Regions from separate parts of the Mus musculus genome. Here all the other regions are linked to region 2. The links are chromatin contacts, called in public promoter capture Hi-C maps. All regions are on one chromosome and are shown on one strand. Each heading gives the region's core, a stretch centred on a gene start, on an enhancer-like site or on the middle of the called end of the contact. The rest is flanking DNA. Distances are from core to core; before and after follow the strand shown.

What was found. Promoter capture Hi-C pulls out the DNA fragments that hold promoters and counts their contacts.
Region 1: a promoter capture Hi-C map of pre-B cells shows a contact between it and region 2, with 7 times the contacts expected there. The contact joins the promoter of Vta1 here to the promoter of Tbpl1 in region 2. A contact is called at or near these places in 2 of 39 promoter capture datasets (liver and pre-B cells) and 2 of 484 Hi-C or Micro-C datasets (CD8 T cells and pre-B cells).
Region 3: a contact with region 2 is called in a promoter capture Hi-C map of liver, with 5 times the contacts expected there. The contact joins the promoter of Trmt11 here to the promoter of Tbpl1 in region 2. A contact is called at or near these places in 2 of 39 promoter capture datasets (liver and pre-B cells).
Region 4: a contact with region 2 is called in a promoter capture Hi-C map of liver, with 6 times the contacts expected there. The contact joins the promoter of Adat2 here to the promoter of Tbpl1 in region 2. A contact is called at or near these places in 2 of 39 promoter capture datasets (liver and pre-B cells) and 1 of 484 Hi-C or Micro-C datasets (CD8 T cells).

The regions. Positions count from the first base shown.
Region 1 is chr10:14,703,792-14,707,115 of GRCm38.p6, reverse strand. Vta1 (vesicle (multivesicular body) trafficking 1) reads left to right here and starts at 1,627. Exons shown (of 8, transcript NM_025418.3): 1 at 1,627-1,766. The coding sequence starts at 1,655. It overlaps 1700016L04Rik (RIKEN cDNA 1700016L04 gene), which reads right to left and starts at 1,507. Exons shown (of 6, transcript NR_045824.1): 1 at 1,443-1,507.
Region 2 is chr10:22,729,878-22,733,338 of GRCm38.p6, reverse strand. It overlaps Tbpl1 (TATA box binding protein-like 1), which reads left to right and starts at 1,892. Exons shown (of 7, transcript NM_011603.5): 1 at 1,892-2,223.
Region 3 is chr10:30,599,148-30,602,228 of GRCm38.p6, reverse strand. It overlaps Trmt11 (tRNA methyltransferase 11), which reads left to right and starts at 1,529. Exons shown (of 13, transcript NM_028604.3): 1 at 1,529-1,639. The coding sequence starts at 1,568.
Region 4 is chr10:13,551,404-13,554,418 of GRCm38.p6, reverse strand. It overlaps Adat2 (adenosine deaminase, tRNA-specific 2), which reads right to left and starts at 1,512. Exons shown (of 6, transcript NM_025748.4): 1 at 1,058-1,512. The coding sequence starts at 1,153. It overlaps Pex3 (peroxisomal biogenesis factor 3), which reads left to right and starts at 1,277. Exons shown (of 12, transcript NM_019961.3): 1 at 1,277-1,593. The coding sequence starts at 1,521.

The DNA.
Region 1 (3,324 bases), core at 378-2,877, 8.0 Mb after region 2:
CACCATGCCTGACACTATTGAATTTTAGTGAATCTTTATGGAAGAACCTATAGCAATACGTCTCAAGCCATTCCATGTATAAAAAGGGAAGCAACACTACCATTTTCATTCAGTGATACTAGTGTTACTCTGGTGGTAAACCACATAAGGCAAACACTATATACCAATATTGGCGTTGAAAAAACAGGAAAGTTCAGCCGGGCGGTGGTGGGGCACGCCTTTAATCCCAGCACTTGAGAGGCAGAGGCAGGTAGATTTCTGAGTTTGAGGCCAGCCTGGTCTACAAAGTGAGTTCCAAAACAGCCAGGGCTATACAGAGAAACCCTATCTCAAAAAAACAAAACAAAAAACAAACAAACAAATAAAACCCAAACAAAAAGAAAAAAAATACAGGAAAGTTCAAATGAAATGTAAGTCCTTAAGGATGATACTATGCAATGGAGAGGTGGCAATAGATAAATAAATAAATAAATAAATAAATAAATATCACTGCTATAAAGAAAAGGTGGGGTGTGCTATAAAGTCAGAAGTGCAGACTCTCCTGGACTCTATCTTGTCAAGTAGTAAGACAGACTAATACTTTCCTAATGTTCATCATCTTCCTCCACTAATCAACTCGCATAGTTCACTAAAACAAGCACTAGCCATATCAGAGAAAGTATTCAATTCTTATTAGTTCGCATGTGTTTACCTTTCAAGTTTGAAAAGGACTGTCTATTCAGTCCAGTATTTGGACATGCAAATTTTAATCTAGTATTTAAACATAGTGTTTCTCATATAAGAATTTAAAACTTCTAAACTAAAAGCAATGGTTGTTTCCAGTTCCAATCTCCTTTAAGTACATGTTTTCAGTATCTCTTTACAGTTTCTAGAAAGGCTATAACGTGTACTTCTGTGTGTGTGAATGTATAAATTTTTATTTTGTGATCATTTTCTCTGTTAAAACTAATGACACCTCCACCCCCCACTCCACCCCACCCTCCCCCCCCCCCACCAAAAAAAAAAAAAAACCCACTGTGGCCCATCTATATGCATATGTCTGTAATCTCTACTAACTGGGAAGCCCTGGGTAAAGGATTTCAAGTCCAAAGCTTAGTTTGGCAATTTAGTGAGACCCAGTCTCATAAAAATAAAGACAAGGGAGAGAGTGAGGGAGGGAGGGAGGGAGGGAGGGAGGGAGGGAGGGAGGGAGGGAGGGAGGGAGGGAGGGAGGGAAGGGAAGGAAAATTTGAAAGCTGAGAAGGTAGCTTAGTAGTATATACGCTTGCCAGAATATTCCCAACAAAACACACACGCATGAGATAAAGAGAGGGGAGGGGAAGTTTTCCTTTCTCGCAGTTAAAGTCCTTTACGTTATTTTCCCCTTTCTTCTCTTTCATTCATTCCATGCAAACAAACAAACAAAAACAAAAGTTAAATTTAAAACCTCTATCTCCGCTTACCAGCAGAGAGCGCTGGAGCCGTGTGCGACACAGGAGACTCTCATTCTCCAAATAATAACTGCCTTAAACCAGGCAGTAAGTTTGTCTCCTTCGGGCACCCGTCGCGGACAAGCGTCTCAGCAACGGATGCGTGGGTGAGAATTGCCCGCTCGGAGGCGGAAGCGGAAGTATCTGTGACCGGCGAGTAGGAAGTAGCGCTTCCGGGAGTGGAGATGGCCGCGCTGGCCCCTCTGCCGCCGCTGCCCGCGCAGTTTAAGAGCATACAGCACCATTTGAGAACGGCGCAGGAGCATGACAAGCGGGACCCCGTGGTGGCCTACTACTGTGAGTCCCTCCGAGTCCCCGTTCTCCCGCCCGGTTGCGCCCCGCGCCTCCCTCCGCTCTTGAGGCCCGCCCCGCCCCCTGGCTTCAGACCTGAGCCTTGACCTCTGGCTCGGCCAGGAGGACCCCAAGTACTAGACTCCCTCCACACCCGGACCCCCGTCTCTCCAGCTTAGAGCCTCGGACACGCCTCCCGGCTGTTCTTTCTTCTGGGAATGAGAACCTCGATAGTCATAGGTTTCCCAGAGATGGGTGGGAAGGGAGACTAACAGAAAACATAACGAAAGCTGTGCATTAATCACGAGAGCTTTCAGGTCCCTTCCGAAACTCAGACGGTTCAGTGGACAGTGGCTACTACTGAAAATTTGAATTTGACTGTTCTTGACTTGTTTTCCGTACTCCTCATTACCACCAGTAAGAATTTGGAGTCATCCTTTAGCTATCCTGAAAGTTAAGAAGTTTAATGCCAATATTCCTAGTTTGAGATGTATATACTACTGAAGAGGACACAGTTTGAACTCCGTTCAGACATGCAGAGTTGGTGAAGTGGATAGGACTAGTAGTTTTATGTAAACTATGATTTGAATATTATACTCCTATCTTTGTTGCAAGAAATGACTGTACTCTGAGTTTCTAAAGAACTTTCAGAATACAGAAATGATGTGTCCTCTGTTGTGGACATTGTTAGCAAAAATCTGGACCAAGTCAAGCCTTCCCTTGTGGACATGTATGTACCTCATTTCTCAAATGTGCATGGATGTCCCCCTACCACCACCAATAATTGCCATTCTCCACTTGATTTATGATCTGAATTCCCACCTCTTCTGCAAGCCACTCGGTGGCTATACTTCATTTTTATAAAAATCATACCAGTATTGTTCCCACCATTCTTGTTCTTTTGATGATCTTCAAACATATCCTAATTATTGAGCCTTTTTACCTATTGACGAGCATTCCTAAGTACTGGGAAAAAAAAACTAAAACCCAGCTCCTGTGGTCCTAGGACTACTGAGAGGAGGGGCGTTTGAACAGTACGCATTTTATAATTTCAGGAACGGGCATAGAAGTGCCACAGTACTGTAGAGGGGACCTCATTTTCCTGTGTTCAGAAACACATTGCTCAGTTGACAATGGAAGCCAGACCTTTGTGCACAATTGCTGAAGAATATACCTTTAAAAGGAACAAAAGTCTGAAGGTCCACAGAGAAGTTTAAAAGAGGAGGAGTGAGGATTTGGAGAGTATAGAGCCAGAGAGAAGTTGGATACAACAAAGAGGCTGGCTCTGGACTGTGAACCAGGGCCCTTTGTTTCCCTCTAAGCCAATCCTTATTCATGAACCTGTAACTGTGCACCTTTGTCACTACCCAGGATCTTTTCCTTCCTGTGTCATTGTGGTCATTCCTGCCCTTTGTTCTAAGCTTGATTCCCCTGTTTTCTTTGTTTAAAACAACAAGAACCAACCAAACAAACAAACAAAAACAAGAGAAGTGCTTCTCATGTCAGTCCCCTAAAATTAAGCCTTACAGCTTCCTGTCATAGGTAAACTTGAAATGGGAGTCCA
Region 2 (3,461 bases), core at 643-3,142:
ACCACAACATAAGGAACTGTATTAAAGGGTCTCAGCATTAGGAAGGTTGAGAACGGCCACTTTACAGTGAAGTCAACTAAAACTCTTGCCTCTTTAGCTGTCAGTGCTACAGTGTTAGTAAGATGTTTAGTTTAAGGTACCAGTCCATCATGGCTAGTAGTTCATGGAGCAAGAGTTCCCATCACCCTCCAGGAAGAAATGGGAAAGCAGGGATCAGGGCAAGCAATGTCAGCTAAAGACACACCCATGACCTACTTCTTCCCAGCGGGCCTCACCTACCTTTCATTTCCATGTAACAATGCTGTCATACTGTAATGGCTCTACTGAGAGCAATCCAGTTGTCTCTGAAGGTGCTATCATCGCAGAGAACACTTAAAAGTGCACTTTACTAATCATCTAGGGTGAAAGAATAATCCAATCAGCTAACAATCAAAACCAGCACCACAGCAAGTGGAACTTGCAAGCCAACTATATCCAATTCTATAAGGAAGGCTCCTTGGCTATAACAAAAGGCAGCCCAAAGTAGAGGGCACTTTCCAGGTATCCTGCTGGGCTGCCTGAAGGAAAGTATCAAAGACCTTAGAATCAGTCGCCATTGTTGTAAAATTGCCTTCTAAACAGGGCAGTAGCCCCTAAAAATAGAGCTTTTTCTGGTTATCGGTTTTTTGTTTTTTGTTTTTTTTTTGTTTTTTTTTTTTTTGTTGTTGTTTTTTAAACCATACCCCGTTGCTCTCCATTTGGGAGAGAATCCAAACTCCTGTCTGCAAGGTGCAGATGAGTTTGGGTCTTCGTTCCCCTCCAACTTTATCTTGTCACTTTCTCCTAGCTATACTCGCCATGCCCTATTCCTATTAACACCTCCACGCCCCAGTGTAGCCAGCCCCAGTGTAGCCAGACCACAACATCCTCTTTTCCTCTCCTCTCAGGGCCATCCCTTCTAAATCTGTCAAAATCAGTCACCATAGGCATGACTTTCTCACCCAGCTTCTTGTTCGTCCTATCCCACACAAAGTACACCTATTTAATATTGCTCAAAAAAATAAATAAATAAAAGTGAGAACTGAAGCAAATCTGTCCTTCAGGGCTTTAAAACGTTCGAGTGCGCTGTGTGTGTGTGTGTGTGTGTGTGTGTGTGTTGTGCGCGCGTTTTCACACTTTAAGAGTAGGGAGGAGAGATAAAGAGGCATCCTTGGCTATCCCTCAAATACTTAAACTTCCCTACTAGGTGTGCACGTCTAAACCCTGTGATGACAGTCTAAGTCATTCTCAAAAGGCCAAGTGGCTCCAGTCAGAGGCCAAGCCACCTAAGGAAACGGCTCACGTGACCTTTAACCCGCTGGCCTCCACCACCGGCCAGAGCGAGCCCACAAGGGCAAGAGCTGGGTCGCGCGGGCGGCTGCGCTCCGGCCGTTATGAGCCTCGCTCCTCGGGCAGCACGGCCCAAGCCATCCCGAGGGCGCACTCCGCCCGGTGCGGCCGTTCAAGCCAGCGAGTGTGCGTCGCCAGCGTCCTGCTAGCCCTGTTGCTCCCGCCACGCCGCCGGGGGCCCTCGATGAGTAAGGCCGGGATCCCCGTCACCCCGGGGTCACGACTAAGGGCCCAGTGGCTGCTAGCTGAGCTCGTCGGTACAGGCGGTTGGGTGCCAGGCACAGTTCTGGTTTACAGGAAAATGAAAGCCCATTTGTGTCATGCTGCTCGCCAACGAGGAGCTGGAAAATAAACCGGGGGCTTCAAATCCACCCCGGGCGGGCGAGCTCAGGGAAGCGCAGCCCGGGTACCCAGCGCCCTCCGGCCACTTCCGCCTCGCCCAGCCCGCGGGCAGGAGGAGGACTTCGCCAGCGGCTTCGGGAAGGCGGAAGGAGCTAGGGGTTGGGGCGGAGAGGGGAGCAGCGAGAACCGGAAGTGAGTGGCTAGCCGGGATCCCCGGAGCTCCTGGGTCCGGCGGCGCTCTAGCCGCCTCGTGCCGCCTCTATGCCCCCGTGCGTCTAGTCTATTTATTGTCGCGGGGGAAGCGGCGGCCGCCCTGTACCCGGAACAACAAAGCGAGAAACCGAGCTCGAGCCTTGGGGGGCTCCTAGCAACGGGCCTGGGCGGGAGTTCCATGGAGACTGGGGAGCGGACCCGTTTTATCTTCATCCTTGTCCTCCAGCTTCTTCTCCGCGTCCGACGCAACCAGCAGCAGCGCTGCCGCCGTGTCCTTTACGACCGCCCCGTCTTCCCACGGTAACCCCGTCGGCGGTCCGGGGATGGGGGTGCGGGGCCCGCGGGGCCTGGAGCTGCCGCGGGGCGTCTCCGCGCCGGTTGGGCTGCGGGGAAGCTGTGCGAGGCGGGGACCCGAGCACGGGAGCGCCGCGGGCCACCGGCTAGTGGAGAGGACGGGCCAAGCGGCTCGGGCATCCCAGTAGGGATAACGGGGTGGGGGTGGGGCGCGCCTGCCTCGCGGTGGAAGGCGGGCAGGGATGGACCGGGTTCTGGAGCCCGCTCCCGGGGGAAAGAGGGACCGTGACACTAAGCGAGGGGTCGGTGGCTTCTCGGAAAACTTGGAGCAGCTGCGCGAAGGCTCCCCTAAATAGCGGCGCCGGCGCCTCTCGCTTCTGGCACTTGCCGGGAGCCCCACTCTATAATAATAGTAGTGGCCGAATTAAGCTTCGGCAAGAAGGATCTGGAACGCGGGAAGATAGAAATGAATTGTGAATAGGGTTGAGCAGGGATGAGAGGTGGGAAGGTGGGGGGCGGTAATCGCTTCATAATCGTCTGGACGGGTCCTAGAAGTATATAAAATGGGAAATGACTGAAATAGAAAACACTCCCTTTGCTGAGCTAGCTGTGCATCTGCAGGCTCTGCCAGGGTGTACATTGCACCGAGTGTCAAGCTGCAGCCAGTCCACATCTGTGAGCTTTACTGCATCTGTCACCTGCAGAGCGAGACTGGCAGTGACTAGTGTGAGCTTGGCATACTTGTGGTTAAGAAGAATGGCTTAGAATTGCGACTTGTGTGTGAAGCCATAACAGATTCCCTTAGGTAATTGAAAAAGGGAAATGTAAATAAGGAGGGCATTCAATCTTCTGGCTAGAATTTGCAGTCTCTTTCCAAGTTTGAGAAAACAGCAGTCCGTTCAAATCAAGAAGTGACTTTTAGCACTGTCTGATTGAAAGAATTATTTAGGGTTTGGATACGCCCCGTGAAATATTCATCAGTTTGTGTTCTAAAGCCTTGCATCACAGACCACTGGTTTTATACTTTGCTAAACCATATTAGGTTGGGTGTGGTGGCACATGCCTGGGATCCCAGCCTCTGGGAGGCTGAGGCAGGAGAACGTGAGTCCAAGGCCTGCTTAGGGGTATAATAGTACGTGTCTCAAAAAACAAAACAAAACTGAACTTCCCATCAGTAAGTGAAGTATGTCTGTGGTCCGGAAAGGTTACGTTCTACGGTGATAACATTTTTATGGTCAGTAGGA
Region 3 (3,081 bases), core at 280-2,779, 7.9 Mb before region 2:
CAACTAAAATAACTTACCTTTTAATTATCAGAATGATTTTTATTTTGACGGGGGGGGGGGGGGGGGAGGAGGGCGGGGTTCAAGGAGAGGGGCTCGATAGTGTTAAGGATTTGGCTCTTGTGATTATAGTAGTACTTCCTTCAGAGTCAGAACCCAGAAAGGCAGATAGATCCAACAGAAAGTCCTTGTAGCTGGTTTGTAGGTACTACACTAGAGAGTGGGAATGCTGGGAAGTCAACGTCTATCCATCTCCTTGGCCCATCTCACTGCTGGGTAAAGCTTTTCAGGTGTATCCTGTTAGGGTAGGAGTGCCCATAGCCAGGTGAGTGAGTCCTCATCGATTCTCTAGAAGGAAACCCAATAAACTCATTGCTCATTGGAGTGAACTTTGGTGATAATGTGCCTTGTTTTGTTCTTGGGATTTTGGTAGACATGGTTGCTGTTGCTTACATTGTCCTCAGTGAAAGGATTTTTAACAACACTAACAAAGGCAAATCTCTCTTTAAAAAAAAAAAGCAGAAATTCTCATTTAAAACAACAAAAAACATTTCCCAATGCTATTTATTGGTCCCATGCAATAGAGTATACGTTGAAGTTTGAATATTGTAACACCTAGTACTTATAGCTATTATCTGTAGGATGCAATACTCCAGTTCTTAAAAGAATATTGAAGCTCACAGATGTTACAAAATTCGCTGAGAGCATAGGGATAATAAATGGAACTGAGGTTTGGGTAACAAGGGTCACCACTGTCTGTGTGCTGGCTGTCTTGATCACTACCAATAAGCATCAACTATATTTCTGGCACAGGATACTTGTATATGCTGTGCATTACCAAGGTGGAACACAAAACCCAAAAATACAGGCCTCAGCAGTACAAAGGGTTCAGTACTTTGAGCAGAAATGATACTTGTCGAGCTTATGTATAGGTAGCCATGTCTCTTGCAAACTGTTATGGTATTAGGCCCATCTGAGTAATTAGGGTAACTTTCACCAATGTTTTTAATCTACCACTGGCTGTGGATTTACTGTGTGCCTGGAACAACATAGCATAATTACGGAGTGCAAGTCTGAGGAAGGCTTTTGTTTGTTTGTTTGTTTCCATACAGAGCAACCCGAGATGGGTCCTTGACAGCTCTTGAAAAATTTTTGCAAAATCACTAAAAGTACACTCAGTGTTCAAGCAGGTGAGGCTGAATCTCGAACGATTAAGAGTCTACACTTAACAGTGAAGTTTTGGTCCAGTTTTGAGCTGAAGAACAGAGGGAGGAGTCAGAAGAACACTCCAAGTGGAGTATCCCTGGGGAACTGCGCGGGATCACTGCAGCCTGCCTCTTAAAACAATGCATCTCACAAGGGGAGCGTGCTAGGGTAGCCACAGACGGTGGGAACACCAGGATCTCACTCTTGCCCTTAGCGCCCCTTCCTAGAAAGTGCCACCCGCCAGTGTTCCTTGTCGTGCTTCCGTTTCCGGCTCCGGGATGAGGCTCGGCGGAAACTTGGCTCTAGGGAGGAGGAGGAGGGGGCGGGCCCGTGGAGGCCGCGCAGGCGCACGGTAGTAGCTGCAATGGCGCTGCCGGGCTCCTTGAATCGCTATCTCTTGCTCATGGCACAGGAGCATCTGGAGTTCCGCTTACCGGTGAGCCGTCCTGGGTGCTGGGCGCAGAGGCTCGCACTCCTCACGCGCCGGCTGGGGGGGGGGGGGGTCTCTGCGGGCAGCGGCGCGCGCCTGGATTGGGGCGGGGATGAGGCCGCTGGGCGGACCATGTCCCCGGCAGCCTTTCTCCAGGACGGAGCCTTGCCATTCACCCCTCTGCACGTGCTCCTGGCGCCGCAGTTAAGCAGGTGAACCTGACCCGACGCAGAATGGAGACATCCATGGGGGCTCTCGGTGGAGTGTGAGGAGTGTCGATATAGGTTCAGGCATGATGGAAGGCTTGGGGTGGAACTTAATAAAGTTGGGGAGGGGGAAGCTTTTTTATTTACTCAAGTGACATTTTCTACAGCGCCTGAAGTCGCGTGCACCGAACGGCAAGGATGCGCTGACTGACAGCTCTGCCCTTAAAGAGCGTAATGTTTACTTAGGCTCAGGACTAGCGGACGCGAGAGCATAGCCATAACTTTGTGAAGTGCAATGATGGAGGGTTCTTAGTGGGAACCTTTAAAGTATGGGGGCCTTTTAAAAAGGGAATCTTTGTCCATTGATGAATGAAGGATGTTGCCTTTCAAGGTGGGGGTGACATATGAGCTACAGTATTAGTTACCGGGGCCAAGGAAATAAGTCCATTAGAAGTATAAACTGTTGTTCGTTGCTCGTCACCAGCTACGTAGCAGAGTGGTAAAGAGAGAGAAGTAGGCTGATGGACCAGAGAAAACAGACTTGAGGACACTATAGCTTGGAAGAGGAATTAAACAGTTTAAAAGTAAAGAGGCAGAATTAGATTGTTTTTTAATAGAAAGTAAAATGAAGGAAGGACTCGAGAGCAATAAGACTGGAGTTAATAAGAATCTGTTGGAATATTAAATGATTAAGAAACTAATCTAGTGTCAGCAGTAAGAGAACAGGATAGAGTGGCAATGTAGGAGGTGAGAACAAATCTAGATTGTGATAAGCATTTCATTTTTCTGCGTAAGAAAACCTGGAAAGGATGAGATTTCTTCAACTTCATGTTTAAAGAGTGGTGAGACACTGGAACTGGAGAGTTGGCTCACTGGTTACGAACACTGCTCTTCCAGAGGACCTGAATTTGGCGCCCAGCAGCTGTGTCAGGATACTGCCTACAGCCATTGGTAACCCCAGCTCCAGGGGTGCCTACACTTCTGGCCTCCGTTGGCACAAGGCCTCCCTTACTTTTGTGAGTGTACCCACAGGTTTTAAAAAAAAAGTGCTAGGCCAAGTACAGATGCTTGGAAGCTTGGACATTAAAGGAAAACTGGCAGGAGACATGCAACATGTCAGACATAAGGACAGAGGTTTCCTCCTCCTTACGGGGATGAGTAGGAGTGAGTGTATGTGTTTTGTGGCTAAGATGGAGGTTCTGTCCCCACCTCTTACACATCTTTTCATTCTGGGATATCCAT
Region 4 (3,015 bases), core at 263-2,762, 9.2 Mb after region 2:
AACTGTTTAGATGGATTTGAACTTAAGAAGCTGGCCTTCTTTGGAAGAGGCCAAAGCTCTGCCACTGAAATGGTGACTTGATCTTCCTTAAACCAACAAATTCTCAACTCGACAACTGATGAACAAAGGCTCTCTTCTTCCCACCCCGAGCTCTGAGAAAGATGACCAAAAAAAAAAAAAAAAAAAAAAAAGATGTTAATTAAAAAATTAAAAGAATGCATTATGCCATTTGTCTGGGGGCGTGGGGTGGAAAACATGTTTCTGTCTTCTAGATTTTAATTTCTTATGAAGGTGAACTTCTGTAACCATTAGAATAAAAAGGTGAGATATTTTAATTTTGTAAAAGAATAAACAAAAATAATATCCCCACACCAAAGGCTGAGCTCAGTTTTAAGGCCTTTACAATGCTGTAAACAAATTGGTGTTCCATGTTCACAGAATGAAAACCCAGCATCAAACTGTGTATACATACATAGTTTGTATGTATATCCCTGCCACAAACGTCTATCCCTGCCACACATCGATATGGGTAATAAGCTTGGGAAAACATGTAAAAATACGACCAGAGCTCTCCATGATGAGCAATCTATAAGAATCGCAGGAAGGAAGGGAATACAAGGGCAGAGAAAAGTATCGTAGAAAGAGTAGACACATCATCGGTGAGGATTGTACCAGGACACGTTTTGATATGACCCTTTACAGAAACATCAGCTTCCTCCCATTATATGGGAGCAAGCCATAAAATAATGTGGCTTTATGGATTTGAAAGTATGTGTCCACATGGGAAGGAAGATAGGCAGGTAGGGAGCACACATCCCCAGGCGGCAGATAAGACTCCCTGTAATACATCAATCGAACCGTTTCTGTATTTTCCCTTCACCCCAATTACTATGAGACAAAGCTAAAGAAAAATTCCCCCTAGAATAAAACAAGTTGCTGCTTCAGGTATTTTCAGACATGATAGATAGCGCGCCCGGCACATTTGCTCAACTACTCTGGTCAGGATATGGCCGGGAGAAAGTTTGCGCTCTCAGCATCCACCTGCCCGATTCCTCACCATTCGCATCGCCTCCTCCATCCACTTTTCCGTCTCCTGTACGGACACCACGCACGGGCCGTCTGGAGTAGTGGTGGACTCCACCTTCTCCTCCATACCTCCGCCGCTCAGAGACTCCGGGCCGAGGGACGAGAGAAGAGAGGACAGCGGAACGCGGCGGGAGCGGACCTTGCTTCCAGGAGGACGGGAAAAGACGAGGCACCCGGGAGCTATTTGCGGACGGACCCAGGCGTCCCGGATCAGTAAGCGGCGGCTGGGGGACCGAAAGCGTCGCTGCTCCGCTCTAGTCCACGCCCCCTTCCTCCGCTTAAGCCACAACCTCTGCTCAGAGAAACGTCTGTGGTTTCTGGAGAGCACCTAGCGCCGCCACCGCGCTGCTGCCGGAGGTCCAGGCCAGGTGGACGGAAGACACGGTGAGCCAGCCCCTCTCCCCTAGGCAACCCACACAACACGGGGTCTGGAGATGCTGAGATCAATGTGGAATTTTCTGAAACGTCACAAAAAGAAATGCATCTTCCTGGGCACAGTCCTCGGAGGTGAGTGACAACATGCTTTTTAGAAGGGGCCATTGGCAGAAAGGAGTGACAGAGGTGACTTATAAAAACAGGCAGGGCCCACTGATACCAAACTGGGATTTGTCGAAGGGATTGGCTCAACCGTCAAAGAAGAACCTCTAAAGTTCTTTTATCTGGATCTCTGTGCCCTTTGCCCCTCACTCTGCCCCCGTCCTTTTTCTCCCCATGGGCCTTCAAGAGTCTACCCCAATGAAGTTTCTTTTCAAAGCACTATTCTCGTATAGATAGATACATTTGCCTTCCAATTTTCTTCTTTTGCTTTCCTGTTAGATTTTCATTCTGTTTGTCAACTCTGCTTTCAACCTTTCACACGAGTTTCGAAATATTCTAGGGCCATTATCTTAAGTCTGCTCTTTGAGGTGGTGTTTAAAGGTAAACCGAAAACAGCATGTTGCTGTAAAATATACAGCAGATAATTTCTGTTCTCCAATTGTAAAGTACAAACTATATATCAACACAGTGCTTATTCTGCAGTGTTGTCAGGACTGGCAAGGTTGTGGTCATGATCCATTTTGGTGATATAGTTGAGTTCACTGGCTGAGAGGAAAGTTAGAAACAGGATAAAAATCTTGATGCTGGAATTGTAACTTTGTGGTAGAGTGCTTGCCTAGGCTGACTGCATTGGGTCCCAGGGAAGGAGCAACACACACACACACACACACACACACTGCTTTAAACCCTTTGTCTTGGAAAGACAACCCTCAGTTAATAATTATGGGATTTTAAGAAGGGAATCTTTTGAACAACACAAAAAGGGAGTTTAAAAGAATTTTTAAAACTTGAGTTTTAAGAACTGTTACCACTATCCTCTGATCTATGTGTGTGTGTGTATAAATATATCATAATATGACTTAAAATATTAGGACATTTGTAAAACAGTAACCACATTCTGCATATCTCTGAGGTATAGCACAAATGAATAATAGTTCATATTTTATAGGAAATACTTTATAGATACAATGTGTTTTATATTACCTCCAGTCTCTAATATCTAAGGTATATAAATTGTACCAATATTATAGAATACATATGCTAAAGATAAAGTTGTCATGGAAGACGTATAAAGAAAAATTTTTGCTCTACCTAAGGGAAGAAAATTGTCTCTAGCAATTTCAGAGGGAAAAGCCTAACCCTTACAGTTTATGAAATACTTAATGGCAGATCAGAAATAATCATAGGAGAAATTAAAGAGTATATGCATATAGTAATAGGTTTTTTTTGAAACGATATTGAGAGTTTTATATTTGGAGATGAAGAGGAAGGAAAAAACTGGGTGTGGTGGCACACACTCTTAATCCCAGCACTCGGAAGCAGAGACAGGCAGCTCTCTGAGTTGGAGGTAAGGTCCAGAACACCCAGAGCTTCATATTGAGACCCTGTCTC